Regions from separate parts of the Mus musculus genome. Here all the other regions are linked to region 2. A link is a contact called in public HiChIP or PLAC-seq data. All regions are on one chromosome and are shown on one strand. Each heading gives the region's core, a stretch centred on a gene start, on an enhancer-like site or on the middle of the called end of the contact. The rest is flanking DNA. Distances are from core to core; before and after follow the strand shown.

What was found. HiChIP or PLAC-seq counts read pairs in DNA pulled down with a chosen protein or histone mark.
Region 1: an HNF4G HiChIP or PLAC-seq map of pancreatic cancer cells shows a contact between it and region 2. The contact joins the promoter of Sdcbp2 here to the promoter of Ninl in region 2. A contact is called at or near these places in 1 of 39 promoter capture datasets (cranial neural crest) and 1 of 115 datasets of contacts at active chromatin or transcription factors (pancreatic cancer cells).
Region 3: a FOXA1 HiChIP or PLAC-seq map of pancreatic cancer cells shows a contact between it and region 2. The contact joins the promoter of Psmf1 here to the promoter of Ninl in region 2.

What each region holds. Positions count from the first base shown.
Region 1 is chr2:151,571,282-151,573,981 of GRCm38.p6, reverse strand. Sdcbp2 (syndecan binding protein (syntenin) 2) reads right to left here and starts at 1,359. Exons shown (of 9, transcript NM_145535.2): 1 at 1,278-1,359. Gm39959 (a long non-coding RNA gene) reads left to right here and starts at 1,957. Exons shown (of 3, transcript XR_866853.2): 1 at 1,957-2,011.
Region 2 is chr2:151,008,089-151,010,915 of GRCm38.p6, reverse strand. It overlaps Ninl (ninein-like), which reads left to right and starts at 1,518. Exons shown (of 24, transcript NM_207204.2): 1 at 1,518-1,685.
Region 3 is chr2:151,739,993-151,742,692 of GRCm38.p6, reverse strand. It overlaps Psmf1 (proteasome (prosome, macropain) inhibitor subunit 1), which reads left to right and starts at 1,383. Exons shown (of 7, transcript NM_212446.2): 1 at 1,383-1,682. The coding sequence starts at 1,554.

The DNA of each region.
Region 1 (2,700 bases), core at 110-2,609, 560 kb before region 2:
TTTGAACTTACAGAATAAGAACACTTTGTTCCAAACTGCTGGAACTCTGGGACTCCCACTTGTTCCTGTGGACAACTCATCTATCCTTCAGAAAACAGAAGCGTGGGTTAATGTGATGGAGTAATAGCTTCTGTAAGGCCAAATTAGCCCAGGGATCTGGTGAATCGGCAAGGAGGAGGCTGTTGCTAAGCCACAAGCATGTACCTCCTCCTTCCAGGGCTATACTGTGCCAGAGGGAACGGGACTCAGGAAATTCTGTTCTCCCAGTGAAGGTCCAGGGGAGGCAGAACAGAAGCCAGGCTTTAGAGAGGCTCAACCTACTGCTTGCCTCTGACTATGAGAGCAAAGAATGGACTAGGCTCCATGTCCGATATAGTTATTTTGTAACCATGTCCGATATAGTTATTTTGTAACTATAGTAAAATAACAGTTACTTTAAGCAGAGTTATCTAGGCATGAGAAGACTATTTAAATGGGTTACACATGGAGAACATTTAGCACAGTGCCTAGCACAAATAGGCAACTCCATAACTGTCTGCTCATCCCACCTAGGGCCACCTCCTAAGTCCAGGCACTGTTTTGGATGCCCACAGTAAGAAGTGAACACAATCATCACTCTTTGATGTAGGGACTTTGTAGTGAAGAGCTGGATTAAAAAGCCCCAAGACTTTGTGGGCTGTGTCAGGTGGTGGGAAGAACTGGGGAGGAGAATGAAGTGGGGTGGAGAGCAGAGGGTGGCAGTAGGATTAGGGAAGCCTTGCTGTGGAGGGGAGAGACATTTGTGTAAAAGCTTAAAGAATTGGGTGGGCAAGAACATTCCGGGGGGTCAGGCCCACTGCACAGACCCTGGGGTGAGCATGCCCCCAGTGTTCAGAGGACCCTGAGGGAGGAAACCAGAGAAGATGGGAGGGGCTCAGACCCTGGAGGGCTCATGGGGCTTGGTGAGAATTTTGACCCTTCTTGAGTGAGAGGGAGCCACAAGGAAAGTCTGAGCATCAGAGAGCCATAGCCTTCAGGGCCTTCTGGCCAATGGATGTAGGGTAGATTAGAGGTAAGTGTAGAAGATAGAACAGTGCAGAAAATCATACGTCCTCCAAACCCTGCCAGGGAGCAGAAAAAGGAAAGCTTTGTTCCCATTTCCTTCTAAGAGTGAAGCAAATTAAAAGGAATTTACCTACCTAGGAAGTCCTAGAAGACAGGACAAGGGAGGGAAAGAAATTGGTTGTGAGCAGGTCTTGTTTAGCTCCTCTATCCCAGCCGATACGGACTGTTCTTACCTGCTGGCTCCGCACGCTGTCCTCTTCTCCAGCCACTGCAGCCTCCTGGCATGTGCTGGTCGCCTGTGTCCCAGTTGGGTTCCTGCTCTGGGAAGGGTGGTGCCCGCCCCTTGTTCAGCTGACTCACCGTGGACTAGGATGGGCCCAGGTAAGCCTGTGTGGCTCGGTAAACAGAGCAGTCACCCACGAGTGGGTGGGGCTAAAGCGTACAGCTGATATGCGTAGATGCTGTAGAGATGGGTGCGAACTAGGGCTACTTGGCCCTATGAGGAAGTCAGCACGACTGTGGCGGCCTCACCCTGCCAATAGGCAGTTAACTGGAGAACAGTGAGAGAGATGTCCTGGGCCTTAAAAGATGGCCGCAGGTTGTAACCTAGTGTATTTCTTAGAAATCAATTGCAGTGCAGTCTCTGGATCCATCATGGTGTTTCTTTTAGTAAAACCAATCTAGAAATCCCAGATGCCTGACACTGGTTAAAGGAGTCACCAATCTATAGACGATGACACAATTATTAAATCATTTCAGGAAGGTGCCAAGGGGAAATATAACAATACTGAGACAGCGAATAATCACCATTGAGGTCATACCCTCTGGTTTTGTTTTCAGAAAAGTGTGTACTGCAGGAAGTCTAGAGAGCCCCACCCCCTTTCCGGCTCTCTTTCATTCTTTCTGAGATGCTAGGGACCGAGCCTTACACTCCTAAGCAAATGCTGCCTGACATCTCCAGGCCCTGGTGAGCTTTTCACTTTGTAGTTGTGTAGATTCCAATAATGGTAGCAAAGTGTGTGTGTGTGGGCACACACAGACACACACACACTGCCTTTGCCTGTGTGTATATGTAGAAGTCAGAGATTGACAGTCTTCCTCTATTCTCCTCCACCTTAGTTTTAAGACAGGGTCTCTCACTGAACCTAGTGCTCACCATTTAAGCTAGCCTGGCTGTTCAGCAAGCCCCTGGGATCCGCCTCAGCACCTGTAGTGCAAATGTACCTGCTGTTCACGACTTTCATGTGGGTGTGGAGAGGTCCTCATATATGCATAGCAAGCACATTACCCATCAAACCATCCCTCCAGCCTTACTTATGATTTTCCTAAGAAAGCAGTAAGTATTTTGGATTTTTTTTTTAAAAAATCTAATTGGAGCCGGGGGTGGTGGTGCATGCCTTTAATCCCAGCACTTGGGAGGCAGAGGCAGGTGGACTTCTGAGTTCGAGGCCAGCCTGGTCTACAGAGTGAGTTCCAGGACTGCCAGGGCTATACAGGAAAACCCTGTCTTGGAAGAAAAAAAAACAAAAAAAACAACCCCCCCCCCCAAAAAAAAATCTAATTGGAAATCTCCTAGGAAAATTAAGGAACTGTGTTGATAGGACAGAGTTTACTTTCTTTTTCTTTTCCTTTGTCCCTCTTTTTTTTTTCTTTTTT
Region 2 (2,827 bases), core at 269-2,768:
GTTGGGAGGTGTGGACTGGAATCTATAATCAGGTCTTCTAGTCATTGAGGAGGTGTCCCTAAAGGGAATCTGGCAGCCCCTGTCTCTCTCTCTGTCTCTGACTCTCATTCCAGCTCTGATGTGGTGACTTGCCACAAGCTCAGAAGCAACAAAGATAAATTGACCCTGGGTTGAAATCTCTAAAACTCCAAGTCCATAGAAACCCTATTCCCCCTTCTTTATTCTTACCTCAGCTATTTGCTATAGGTCGGGGGGGGGGGGGGGATGGAGTAACATGCCCCGCCCCGCTCCTCTCTGGCTAGGAGCCACTGCTGTGATGGCTAATTTGGGTTGCTGGTTTGGCTGGATCAATTAGTTCATGTCCCTGCAAAAAGTGTCTTTCACATCTCCATTTCACAGATGAACAAAGTGAAGATCTCCCAGATTGTGTAACTGGGTGGCACAAAGTCCAACATCCAGTGAATGGCCCTGTGAATCTCATCATCTAACTCTAAGTTCATTCTCTAACAGTACATGGAAAACCCAGAGTATAAGGAGATTTAGAGAATATATAGTCTTTAAAAATATTTCTAAAACTTATTGTGTGAATGTGTGTGTGCATGATGCTTATATGTCTGTGTTCAGAACGGCATGTGTCTCAGTGTGTGTGTGTGTGTGTGTGTGTGTGTGTGTGTGTGTGTGTGTAGTCAGAGGAAAGCTCTGTGGAGTTGATTTTTCTAAGGTTTTTTTTTTTTAATTATATGTATGGGTGCTTTGCCTCTATGTATATCTATGCAACACATGCACTCTTGGTGTCTGAGGAGAAGTCAACACTGGATCCCTTGGAACTAGAGTTACAGATAATTGTGAGCTGCCCTGTGGGTGCTCAGAATTGAACATGGGTCCTCAGGAAGAACAGCCAGTGTTCTTCACTGCTGAGCCATTTCTCCAGCACCTCCTATCACCTTTACATGTGTTCTGGGATTGAATTTAGGTCATCAGGCTAGCAAGGCAAGTGCTTTTACAAACTGAGCCATCTCCCTGGTCCTGATAAAATACACTCTGCACAGTGGCGACTATGGCATACCACACTTTGGGAACCTCAGGTTATAATCTAGAGGGAAGCAGGGCCCTGGTTATATGCCCCACAGCTACACCTCTGCCACAGGGTGTAGGCATGTCATGTCCATCACTGGTTGGGGCAAGTTATGACACATGAAAAGGGATACAGCCCAAGTATATGGTTCATCAGAGTACAGTATGGGCTTTTTACTGGTTCCTGGCTGCCTACCACTCTGTGGAATTCTTCCACTTGAAAGTACTTGAGTCTCTTATTTTTTAGTTTAGTTGTTGTTAGTTTTTTGTTTGTTTGTTTGTTTTTAACACCCTGTCTCCCAGAGCCTTGAAGTCATCCTGCATCCTCCTCTTCCATACCAGCTAGGCCCCTGGCCCAGCTCCGCCTGCCTCCTCGCCCCGCCCGTCCAAGCCCCGCCCCCAAGGAGCCCCGCCCCTTCCCTGGGGAGGCCCCGCGAGAACGAGGGGGCGGCGCCCAGAGGCCTTGGGAGCCCAGGGGAGCGCGGCCGGCAGACACAAAGAGCGGCCGAGGGACGCGCGCTGGGGTGTCCTACCCGGCTCGCTTTGCACCGGGCTGCCGGAGCCCGCATCCTGAACTCAGCGTTCAGAGAGCCGAGCCTCCCACTCCCCAGGTGAGTAGGGCGTGGGAGAGGGCTGAGGGGAGGGGAGCCGAGCCGAGCGGAGCCGAGGGGGGCCGAGCTGGGCCGAGGAGGGCCGAGCCGGGCCGAAGGGATCCGCATCCTCGTGCAGCGGCCGGTACACAGCGGAGCCGATGCTTGCGATGCAGGCGCGCGCTCAGAAAGCCACACCAGAGTCTCACTGCTCTGCGGCGCACTCGGACCGGGAACGGTGGTCCGCACCGAACTCAGCGTGCTAGTGGGGTGCAGCTGCCGCCCCAAATTTTGACGTACTCAGAGAGCGGGATGCCTGGGCCCGCCGTGCTTCCCGCCTTCGTCCTCTTTTGACGAGGGGAACCGGATCGGGAGGCGACCCCAGCCTGTGTCTGAGCCCCCTTCTCAGTGCCCCTGGGAAAGCCAGGGACCATGCTTGATTGAGAGCACCTATTGGCGTTGTTGCCGCGCGTCGGTCCCTCCTGTGACTGGTGAAGTCGTCCTTGCGATCTCTGGTTGTATTATCAGTTTGCACTTAGTTGTTGAAAACTGGGACACCTCTCTCTGGGGCGGAGAAGCCTGTTGCTTCTGTGTCAAGGTCGTCCCTGCCTGCGCACCATTCTGCTACTTTGTTGTGCACTTGCGAGGCTGGTCCATCGGTAATTGAGAAGCAGTGACCTGGTGTTTGGGCTCTAGCTGTCTCAGGCAACAAATTGCACGATGGGAGACCAACTTAAAGTTTCTTAAATACCTAAATTGTCAGGCGCTCTCTGTAGCTCGTTATATGGGGGTGGAAGAAAAGAGTGATGCCTTCTCTCTCCTCTACAACATTTAGCCGACTTTTAGAACCAGGAAGGAGGTCCAGAAATGGCCCTTGCAGAAGTTCACTTGATGCGCAAGGCAGGTAGCAGAGAGGGACCGTGAAGATGGTGTTTGCCTGAGATTTCCAGGTTCTTGACTATGGATTTACTGCTTTTAAAGCAGGGGTGTGTGGGAGAAAAGAAAAAGAGGGAAGAAGGTTGGTCAGTTTATGAACTACTGTGTGCAAGAACAGGCGCGAATGAGAAGGAACGTGCCTGTGGAGTTAGGGCAGTTAGGGCAGCAGCCAGCTTGCCTCTACTGTTCATTTTATGTTATCTGTTAGTGGCTTAGACGACTACAGA
Region 3 (2,700 bases), core at 134-2,633, 730 kb before region 2:
GAGATGAGAGGGGCAGTGTTGAGTCTCCAGTTACACGGGGGTAGCTACATTTCCCACCTTGGTGCCTTCACGTATGCTATATGCTTTTACAGGAACATTTCTTCTTTATTCTTCCATGAGAGTTCTGTGCAATTGGCCATTTCTTAATCCAAGAAACCCTTCCTGATCCTTGCTTGGAACATAGGCTTCCTGTGGGCCTTGTATAGCTCTCTCAGCACCCCCAAATGACAGATTTCATACTGGATTGCTTTTTGTCTATTAAAAAGAAACACTACAAAGTTCCATCAGGGCAAGACCTGTGGCATGTTAACCTAGGCATGAGAGCTGAGAGAAGTCAAGGTCACTGGAGCCAAGGAGATCAGAGAATGAAAGGACACTTGGAGGTGATATCAGAAAGGCACAGGGCCTGTGGAGTGAGAGGGTGACAGACCTAGAGTGAACTTCGCCTTTGAGGTGTGGCTTGGGCCTAAGGAACATGGTCTTCCCTGTGTTTTAACAGAATCTCTCTGGTTGTAGGGTGAAACCAGTGTAGCATACAAGGCTGATGCCAGGCAACCAAGAAAAAAAAAATGACAATGGTTTGGGTCATGGTACCAACCAACATGGCAAAATTTATTTGTCTACAAAAAAGTATTGGACTTCAAGAAACATGGAGAAACAACAGGTGGTTAAAAAAATCTTGATGGAGATTGGGGCACAAGTGGCTAGCATTTGTCAGTTATCTCTGGGCTCTAGATGTGGTCAAAAGCTGTGTTTACTTGGGTGAAGTCATTTCACTCTTTCTGCTCTTTATATCACTCGCAAAGTGAGGATGGGTAATAAAATATACCCCATGAATTTGTTGAGAGGGGATGTAAAGGTTTTGGCACAGGATTTAGCATGCAATCAACATACATATAAATGCTATCCTAGAGACCAAATTACCAGTTCCCAGGGGCACCTCTATTGCTCACTGGCTGATTGTGACACGATTTCCAAATCTATGTAGTGGCAGAGTACTGTCATCAATACCAACTGTATAATACTGGATCTGGAAATTTTGATAAATGCATTAAAGTTTAGCATGTAGAATAAAGTGCTATCAGGCAAGAAGTACTGCAGGCATGCTAATAAATTACGATGAAAACATCTAAGACAGATTGCCTAAATTTTCCCCCGGCCTAGTACACACTCCACTTCGCAGATGAGAAGTCTACTGTAGTTGGTAGAAGGCAGTCTCTCCCCAGGAACGAACAGCCTGGCACTCAGCAGTCGCCTGCTGCAGGCAAAAAGGCTTTGAGAAGATAAGCCCTAGCCTGCGCGCTTCTTAGTGGAACCTTCTAGTTCGGTGCAGGTGTTTCCAGCCCGGAGCACGCACAAAGTCAACAAGTATTTCCGGTGCGCGTCTCTGCGTTTCCGCGTTTCCACTTTTCCGCGCAGGTGCGGACAGAGCCGAAAGCGAAGGCGGCATCAAAAGGCGTCGCTGCCGCTCGCGGTCCCGCTTCTCTTAGGCGGAGCGGCTTTCTGCATAGTCCCCTCCTTTTCTTCCTTTCCCACAGAAGCCGCAAACATCCATGGCGGGTCTCGAGGTTCTCTTCGCGTCGGCCGCTCCATCCATGAGCTGCCCGCAGGACGCACTCGTCTGCTTCCTGCACTGGGAAGTGGTGACAAACGGCTACTATGCCTTGGGCACGGGCGACCAGGTACGCGGGTGGAGGGGAGTCTGCAGCCCGAGGCCCAAAGGCCTGCCCTGACCGTGCCAAAGCCAGGGCCCGAGCGAGGCTTCTGATGCCGCACTTTAGCGCGCCTGGTGCTGGTGCCGACAACGGGCACAGCGTGCGTGTAAACTCGGGAACGGACGTGTAAAGGCGTCCCCGACACAGCCGGGGTTGTGTGGATCTGACTGAGACAGGCTAGTAGCTTCCTCAAGGTCCTCATCCACCAGTTTACCCAAAGCATCTGCCGTAGAATACTCCGTGCTACACCCTCAACTCCAAGCATCTGGATTCAAGCACTGGTGTGGCAGTGAACTTTGACCTACTCAGCCATATTCTAGGACCCCTTCTTCGAGGGGACAGTGTTTGGATTTCAGACTTGAATGCTGCGTTTGATTCTTGCTGTCCGTTCTCCTGAAGTACTTTCTGGGCTCAGGCTGCCCTTGCCTCCATTCTCTGCTGATGGGTATGCGTTTTCAGGGTAGAAGCCAAAAAAAAATTTTTTTTAATTAATTAGTTAAAAATTGAGAGGCCATTAACTGTTAATTTATCTACTAGAGAGTTTTATTTTCCAGCCTGTGGCCAGCAGATTAGTAATGCTTGCTGGACTCAGCAGGTATTTGTGTTGGTCCTCTAGCTGCCTCCTGCCACCCTCCTTCTGTGGGTGATGAGAGGAACAAAGCACGCACTTGACTGGGTAATACCAACTCAGCAGCTAAAGAGTCATGCTGCCCACTTTCTCTTTGCTTTTTTGCCTCCAGTGCTATAGAGCTGGGCTTGTAATATTTGATCTCAAGAACATGTTTGTTGACTTGAACAAACAGGCATTGATTGGTCTCCTTATTGAGGGCACGGCTACTCCCCATGAGAGCTCTGTAGCCGTGTGAGATAAGGTCAGTGGAGGGCCATGGAGATGGCCATAGATACGAGTTAGAAAAATTGGCATTGTGTTGTGGGAGTCTGAAGATTATAAAGAGAGAATGACCTGTTTATGTGTGCAGTTTTG